2 separate regions of the Sus scrofa genome follow, and region 2 is linked to region 1. Evidence: chromatin contacts called from public Hi-C data. All regions are on one chromosome and are shown on one strand. Each heading gives the region's core, a stretch centred on a gene start, on an enhancer-like site or on the middle of the called end of the contact. The rest is flanking DNA. Distances are from core to core; before and after follow the strand shown.

The links. A called contact is a pair of places that touch in the nucleus more often than the background predicts.
Region 2: a Hi-C map of fetal heart ventricle shows a contact between it and region 1, with 4 times the contacts expected there. The contact joins two enhancer-like sites. A contact is called at or near these places in 6 of 47 Hi-C or Micro-C datasets (embryonic fibroblasts, fetal heart ventricle, heart right ventricle and 2 more).

What each region holds. Positions count from the first base shown.
Region 1 is chr13:11,679,864-11,684,111 of Sscrofa11.1, reverse strand. No RefSeq gene overlaps it. Among named protein-coding and RNA genes, the nearest start is that of THRB, 320 kb to the right of the region's middle. Within about 2 kb of position 1,946, at least 2 of the 83 cell types and tissues checked have an H3K27ac peak or open chromatin away from gene starts, as enhancers often do.
Region 2 is chr13:12,500,833-12,505,080 of Sscrofa11.1, reverse strand. RARB (retinoic acid receptor beta) reads right to left here. Exons shown (of 9, transcript XM_005669304.3): 6 at 2,047-2,251; 7 at 1,141-1,249; 8 at 1,093-1,139. Among named protein-coding and RNA genes, the nearest start is that of TOP2B, 72 kb to the left of the region's middle. Within about 2 kb of position 2,285, at least 5 of the 83 cell types and tissues checked have an H3K27ac peak or open chromatin away from gene starts, as enhancers often do.

The DNA of each region.
Region 1 (4,248 bases), core at 697-3,196:
ATCAGATCTGTACAATGTGGTGCATTCACGGTTTCCATTTGTCTTACTCTGTCAGCTCATGCTCTGCAAAAATGTTGCTATTAAATTCTAAGAAGGAATATCTGTCAATATAATCTTGGAGGCAGCTACAAACAAATTTAATCAACTGAGAACAAGGGTGACTAATAAACTCCAGCGAGAATTAGGAGGCTGTTCAAGAAGCAGAATAAACGTTGATGTATTGCTTGAAAATATGACTATGGTTTCCCTGAAAAGTCTATTCATATCATGCTCTTTAGATGTCTGGATTTTGGCAGCAGCTCCCAGAAATGGAGTGAAGGTAATCACACAAGTAGAATATATTAATTGCATCACCCATGGTGGAGGGGCAGGCGGGGCTGGGGCCCTGGTGTTACATGCAGAGCAGACAAAGAACAAGGAACAAGAGAGACCGGGAGCTGCTGAGGATGTGCTCTCTCCTTTCTCTCTGCTTGCTGGTCCCGATCATCTGTTTCCCATCTAGAGGGAATGAATGGAGTGGGAATTGGGGTGTGTTCTAATATGATCTTAGAACTTATTGGTGTTCTAATATGTCTTGGAACACTGAGGGTGGGGTTTTTTTTCCATCATGGCATGTCCAGAAATATTGAATCCTATCTCCAGATATCTGGGTGGGTCTCCAGGAGGTCCAGGGACATATAAAAGAGAGCTTGGACAGGGGCACACTTGGGGTCAGACCATATGATAGAATGGGATTCTTCAAACATGCCAGATCAACCACAGAAATATTGTGGTAACCGAAAAAGAATTGGCAAAATGAAGAGGTACTTTGACAGAGTGGCTCAGTCGAAAGACCAAGGATGAATTTAAAGGGGGTGATGATTTCAAGTACAGTGGGACTCAGTGACTCCCACCCCACCATCTCCCCCCACTTCCCAGAATGCGTGAACATGCTCTGGGCAGGAGAGAAATGGGGTCTAAAGCACCCTTCTTCGAACCCTAGGGAACATAAGAATCAACTGACACTCTTGTGAACACAGATTTTGATTCAATAGTCCAGGGTGGAAAAGTGGGGTCTGAGATTCAGCACTTTAACATCTCCCAGGTGATGCTACTACTGACCTAGTTAGAATCCCAAATCTGGGAGTTCCTGTTATGGCTCAGTGTCTCTATGAGGATATGGGTTCAATCCCTGGCCTCACTCAGTGGGTTAAGGGTCCAGCATTGCCACAAGCTGTGGCACAGGTTGCAGATGCAGCTCAGATCCAGTGTTGCTGTAGCTGTGGCATAGACCTGCAGCTGCAGCTCTGGTGCAGCTCTGATTCCATCCCTAGCCCAAGAATTTTCCATATGCCAAAGGTGTGGCTTAAAAAAAAAATAGCAAAATCCTGAATCTGCCATCTTTCCAGCTATGGAATCTTAGCTCAGTTTTCCTCTTCTCTATGATGTGGGTAATAACTGTATCTACTTTCATTGGTTGCTTGAGGATGGAAGGATATGATAGAGCTATATATGTATAGTCCTGGTATCTACTTAATGCATAAGTAAGGAGGTGTTGGTCACTTGCCTTTTGACACTTAGCTCCCTTTCTAACCTTCTGAACTCAAAGCAGTTATGATCCAGCTAGTTTCTGATAGGCCTCTGCTAACCATTGGAAGATAGTGGTGGAGTAAGAGGCAGTAGAAAAAATAAGCCCTTTTCCTTCCTTTGCATCTATCTCTGGAAGTGGCAGAGGCAGAAGCCCCAAAGCTTCAGAAACATGGGTTCATGGATTCTTGACTGCAGCAGCTGCAGTAGCTGTTACAGCATTGACAGCAGCAAGCAAATGTAGATGACTGCCAGGTGTTGCATTAGTGGCAGGGTCATGGCAGCTGGAGCAGCAGAAACAAAGTAGAGGCTCTAGATATTTCCACAGAAACTCCAGCAGCCTCAGCAAGACTGGGCTCCAGGGCCCCTGGAGAGCCTGGAGTGGTTTGACAACAGCTGTGTTACTAACAACACTCTAGCAGCCTCAGAAGTACAGCCCCTGTGGATTACACAAAACACCACTGTCCCTTTTGTCCTTGTAGCTCTGGGAATGTCCTAAACTAGACATTAGCACATCTCAGGCACTAATCTCTGAGTAACAGCACTTTTATTTCTTGATTTCCTGGTCCTTCCAACACTTTTATAAGCATTTCCCTTGATTGAATTCTGTTAGAAATAACTGGAGTCACATCTTCCTAACTAGATTGACAAGTACCTTTATCAGTACTATCAACAGGAACAATTTTTCCAGGCTGGGGGTGAGGTGAGCAAGGGAAGTAGCAATGATTACTGAACCTTTGTCCATAGGAAGTGTGCATTTGAAAACATATTTTCGTTCTTGCCTTCTTAATATCTCTTCCCTAAAAATCATCCATATTTAGATAGAGTTCCAGGACTTCTGGTTATAATGGTAGGTTTTGGAAATCAAAACACATGATACTATATTCAAAAGGAAATGATAGAAAGATTGACAGAGTTGAGAAGTTGTTCTATAAAATTTAATAAAGGAATGATGAAAAATTTACTTATTTATTAAAGTATAGTTGATTTCCAATGTATCAATTTCTGCTGTATAACAAAGTGACTGTTTTATATATATATATATATATATATATATATATAGAGAGAGAGAGAGAGAGAGAGAGAGAGAGAGACATTCTAATTTTAGAAAAAAAATTTGAATAAAGGAAATTTAAGAAAAATTCAGGAATTCAAATATCTAAATAATGACAGTTTCAGGAAAAGAGGACAAGAAAACCAAGGAGACGAAATTGTACAGAAATAGTATGACCCATTTGCAGATCTGAAGGAGAGTTTCCAGTTTGCAAGAATTCTTCGATAGCCCAAATAAACACATGGAAAAGCAATCATATGAACAACACCAAGGCACATAACCATTAAATTGTAGGAAATCTAGATAAAGAGAAAATTCTGAAATCTTCTGTAAAGAGAACATATCACATACAAAAGAGGAAGAACTATAATGATATTGAACTTCTCAAGAAACTGAAAAGTAATGGAGTAACACATTCTGAAATTGAAGGAAACTAATTTTTAAAATTATTATAATTTTATATAATTATTATATATAATAACATTTATTATTTAATGCATATAGCTAAATTATAAATCCACCATGAAGGCTATTTTTTGATACACAAGCTCAAAATTAAAAATTATTCTTTCTATTGATCTTTTCTAGAAAGCTACCCAAGGTGGTACTCCAATAAATCAAACGAGTAAAACAAGAGAAAGGACATGGGATCTAGGAGAAAATTTATTATTTTGGTTTGCATTGTCCAGAATCTGACTATGGGACATGGATTTGAATGCTAGCAGGGCAGTGGAGGACAAGAGACAAGGAGGGAAAGACAACAAATAAGGGGTATATTACCAAGCAAGGTGCCAGAGGTTGATCCTGTCAGGGAAATTCTGGGACACAGTGTGAATAGCGTGGCTCAGAGTTTTCTCACTTGAAGAATGAAGAAGATAGGTTTATATCTAGGCTGTCCATCATTGGTTTAGAGCTGTCCCCAGGGGAGGGTAATTCCCAGGCACTTCCAGCCTGGTGAATGGGCAAATCAGAACCTGGAGAACAAAGTCTTCAGGAAAAGAAATACAGGTGCTGGCAGGTGGCAGATGGACAGATGTGTGCTTGAGTGCAAGGGGCACTAGCAGTGACATATACTGCTTACAGTCACAGGTCACAGTCCATTGGTGAGAACTAGCCATATGGCCCCAACTGGATGCAAAAGAGCCTGGGATATATAGTCCCTTGCTGGGGAGACCTTTCCTGACAACTTTACATCACAGTGAACGGTGGGTAGGGAGACCATAAATCATTGGTGAACATCTGTCTCCTACCACAGTGAGTTCTGCTCTTACCTCCTGAGAGCTACTAGAAAGAACAAGTGCCATTGGAAGTTTCATGATGTCATTCTTGCATTAAGTTTTTTCCAGCTAAATTTATTCTGTTCCACCAGAAGTTATAACTGGAGTTCCTGCTGTGGCGCAATGGGATCAATGGCATCTCTGCAACATCAAGACACAGGTTCTATCCCTGGCCCAGTGCAGTGGGTTAAAGAATCTGGTGTTGCTGCAGCCACAGCATAGGTCACAACTGTGGCTTGGATTTCATTCCTGACCCCAGGAACTCCACATGCTTCAGGGCAGCAAAAAAAAAAAAAAAAAAAAAAATATATATATATATATATATATATATATATATATATATACATATAT
Region 2 (4,248 bases), core at 1,036-3,535, 820 kb before region 1:
ATGGATGAACTCAGTGTCTTGTTCAAGAAACCTCTTGGAAGGAGCCCAAGAATTGACACCCCTTGTCAAACAAGTTCACTGTTTTTTGCCCTTTTTTTTTTTTTGTCTTTAGGGCCACACCCATAGCATATGGAGGTTCTCAGGCTAGGGGTCAAATCAGAGCTGCAGCTGTCGGCCTACACCACAGCCACAGCAACGCTGGATCCTTAACCCACTGAACAAGGCCAAGGATCAAACCTGCTTCCTCATGGATAACAGATTCGATTCCACTGAGCCACAACGGGAACTCCAACTTTCTGAAATCGAGTTTGTTCTTTGGCTCACCAAGGTCTTCAGGGACAGAGCACTGAATGGGGAAAAGGAGTGACAAGTAACGGCACATCTGGGGCAAGGGACAGCTGCTGAGCTTTCTCTATATTGGGAAAACCCAGCTCTGACACAACTGTCACATGGCTGGAGGCACTTCTGTAATTGCTCCATTTAAACTGGAGATTACCAGGCAAAATAGTTAACACCTCTCAGGAAAGCAAGGATTTCTCCACTTTAAGGTGTGTGGGAGTAAGTCTGCTGACACACAAGATCTAGGCTGACGGAGAGAAATGGAACCAGGACAGTTACCCCCAAGCGCTACACATTTTTCCTGAGGTTTGGATGTTCAGGAAAAACTGGAATCAAGTTTACACACACTGCAGTATGTATGGGAAGCTGGGAAGAATATATAAAACTGGAAAACTTAAAAGCCTGTGTCACATACAGTATGTTCTCTTGAAAACAGTTTTTCTAATCACTCACTTGGTCACCTGAATATTAAAACTCTCATAATATATTAATGATGATCTATTAATAATTTATTGGTAATCTATTAATTTCAATCTATCTTTAGGGTAGGATTTGAAGTTTTCTTTTTTCCCCAAGGGTAGTACTATTTAATTCCCTTTGATTTCAGTGAGAAATGAATTCCACAATAATAACAAAAAGACAGCTAATATCAAACATACTGAACTAGAACACAGGGTTTCAAAAGGCGGGGGACGTGGTCAGGACCGCAGGTCCACTTGGTGGGCGAGCACATGCAGACTCTTAAGGGCATACCTTTAGCACTGATGCTGCGGAGATCTGTAATTTCATTAAGATCTTTGGAACATGTGAGGCTTGCTGGGTCGTCTCCTTCTGATATAAATTTTCAGTGCTTCCAGCAGTGGTTCTTGTAGTTTATCTACTTTTGTTGGTTCTTCAAGGTCCTGGCGGTCTAGATTCCAGGAATCAAGTATTTAACAGTTAGTAATCAGGACAGAAAGCACTAGACACTTTGCAGGCTACAGAGTTTCTACCCATTTTCCCTTTTCTTGTTTCCACTACATCATTACTTTATTAATTTGAAGAGTCAATCCCATAAACAAGTTCAAAGGTATGTGCAGCTGCTTTAAGCAGTGATACTTGAAAATAACTGCCTTTGTGGGTCAAAATCACATTTTGTTGGCTGGCGGCTTTTGTCCCTGGCAGAGAATTTCTTCTCGTGACCAGAAGGTGTCGCTACTGAACTGAATTAAAGGAAACCCTGAGCAGGATGGTTAAACAAGCAAGGCAAATCATCCCCCAATTAAGCCAGTTACTCCTTAACCACCTATGATTCAGCCTCCTGTGAGCCAGGGGGGGTCACCACAAAAGGGGCAGCTGACTTCCATCTGAGTCCGCCAAAGGTTGGAAGGCCCCCCCACACAATGACTTGCGCCCCAGCCCCTAAATTAGCAAACAGCACATGCAAGTTCCTTGGCGCTTCCTTACTGTGCCCCTTGGCAATTTATTTTACAATAATCTGATCCTGCCTTTAAAAAAGCACCTGGGGCAACCGGAGAAACAGCATTTTGATATTTCAGAGCAGAAAGACTCTAAAATGCAGCAAAACTCTACAGATGCATGCCTGGCTTTTTTCACGTCTTTTTCCATGCAAAATAACTCCAAAATGGAGGTGAAGAACTTCCCAAAAATTACAAGTGTAAGTTGTTCTCCATGGACTCTCACGAGGGTTTTCTGGGTGGTTGGTACCTCCACAGATCAAGCAGATGGCGCTGAGAAGGCCCGTCTCTGTGTCATCCATCTCCAAGGGCAGGAGCTGGCTGGCGAAGGTGAACACAAGGTCGGTCAGGGGGCCGAACCCGGCATTGTGCATCTGGGTTCGGTTCAGGGTCAGGCCATCTGAGAACGTCATGGTGTCCTGCTCCGGGGTATACCTGGTGCAGATTCTAAGGATCTGGAAGAAAACAACCAAGATGGGTCATCAAAGCGAGCCTGACCCGACAGCACCCATCAGGTGGGGTGGGAAACCACGTGAAGACTTCCGGGTGAGCTGCTCTGCTTCCCTTTTGGACGTGTCTCCTCCAGCTCTTCCTTCAAAAGACCACAAGAGTCAAAACACAGGCTAAAGCTGTTTAGGGGATAATAAATAAGACACAAGAAATTTGAGAAATATCTGTTTATGCTAAAAGTAATTCATTTGATTCAAATAAACATTTACTGAGTACCTACTTATGTCCCAGGCACTGTGCCAGGTGCTGGAGATGAAAAGAGGAAAAAGACTTTTTTTTTTTTTAAAGAGCTTAAAGTCTACCAAAGAAAAGGCCAATACTTAGCACTTACTAAATGCCAAAGTGTATACTGTTAAGCATGGTCCTCCCGAACAAGTAGGTGTGTTTGATTCTCACTTTACAGCTGAGGGGCTGAGGGCTCAGCATCCCCCAGGCCAAAGCCGGCTCCAGCGCACCCCAGCCAGGCTCCCCTTTGTGAGGCCTCTGATCACACAGCTCCGTGGACCAGGGAGGACAGCACGGTGCTGGCTCTTGGAGGATGAGGGGCTCAGAAAGCCAGGGAAGATCTGTGGACAAGAGGCGGCATTTGGGCTAAACCTGGAGGTCTGGGTGGGGTTTCTTGAGAAAAGCGGCTGGGTCCTCCGCCACAGTCCTCTACCCCAGCAGACATGCCCTTGGTCTGTACCCATTGGCAGCAAACACTGCCCCTGAGGGGCTCCACGCACCCCCAGGCACTCATCTGCTCAGAACCTCAGTTCTGCACCTCCAGACCCCACACCTGACTTTTCCTTCTGACAAGGCCTCAAGCTGCTTGGGGAGTTAGTTCATCCTGCCTGGACAAAAGTGAATAAGCCGGTGGGCAGAGGGAGCGGAGGATTTCCTCCAGATACTCAGTGTGACCAGGCATGGTCCCGCCAAGTCCCACCTAGAGTCAGCCTGGAGGAGTCCAAGCGCAGGGGGGCAGGCCCTCTGAGAAAGCCAGACACCCTGTGGGAGGGAGCTCCTGGGGTACGCCCCGCCCCACCCCCAAGCCCACCAGGGCTCCTGAAAAAACTTCTTTCAACTCCTGCATCTTGTCAGGGAAGCGCTGGGGTTTGGGACAAGGATGCTTCTGTGGGGAAGACCCCCACCCCGCCCCTGTCTGATGGGCAGTGTGGTGCCAGAGCCTCACAGCCCCTCGGCCACAGTAAGCAGGGGCAGGGCTGCTGCGTGGGTGTCACTGCCCTGGTGTTCTGGGAACCTCCAGGAGACAGGCTAATGGCCAGCTCTCCTCCTACAGGCAGCACTACAGTGGAAGCACCAAGTACCTGGTGGAGCCAGAGCAAGGGACCTTGTTGATAAAAAAGCCTGACTCCCACATCTTCCTGGTTGGAAGGCATCTGAACGGAGGGAGGGTGTCGGCACATCTCACCCCCAGCACGTGACAGCAGCTCATTTCTGACTGATCATGGACTACGTGCCAGATGCCATGCTAAGTGTTTCAATATATGACTTAAGTTTCCTGTCAACCCACAAGTTGGACACTCTAGTTACCCCCACTCTACAGACGGGAAACAAATGCCAACAGTTTGTCCTAGGTCACCTACGTCCTAGGTGGCATCATCCACTTCAGGCTGTCGGCCCCCAGAGCCTGTGCTCTTTACCTCTGCTCCACGGTGGCCTCTTTGCTTTTCAGGTCACTACCAGACCTAGTCACCAGGGCTCCTGAAAAACTTGTATCAACTCCTCTCTCCAGTGAGGTGACCTCTGAATGTGCATCGGCTGGACACTGGCCCTGAATCTGAGGCGGGTGCCTCTTGCAGCTCCCAGCCCACACGGCTATTCGAGGCGACCATAGGCGCACATGGACAGTGGCCTGGAAGCAGAACATTCTATAGACTTCCCGTGACACAAGAGGGGCAGGGTTTGAATCAGGACCTGTCCTCAGACTTCTGCCTGTGCC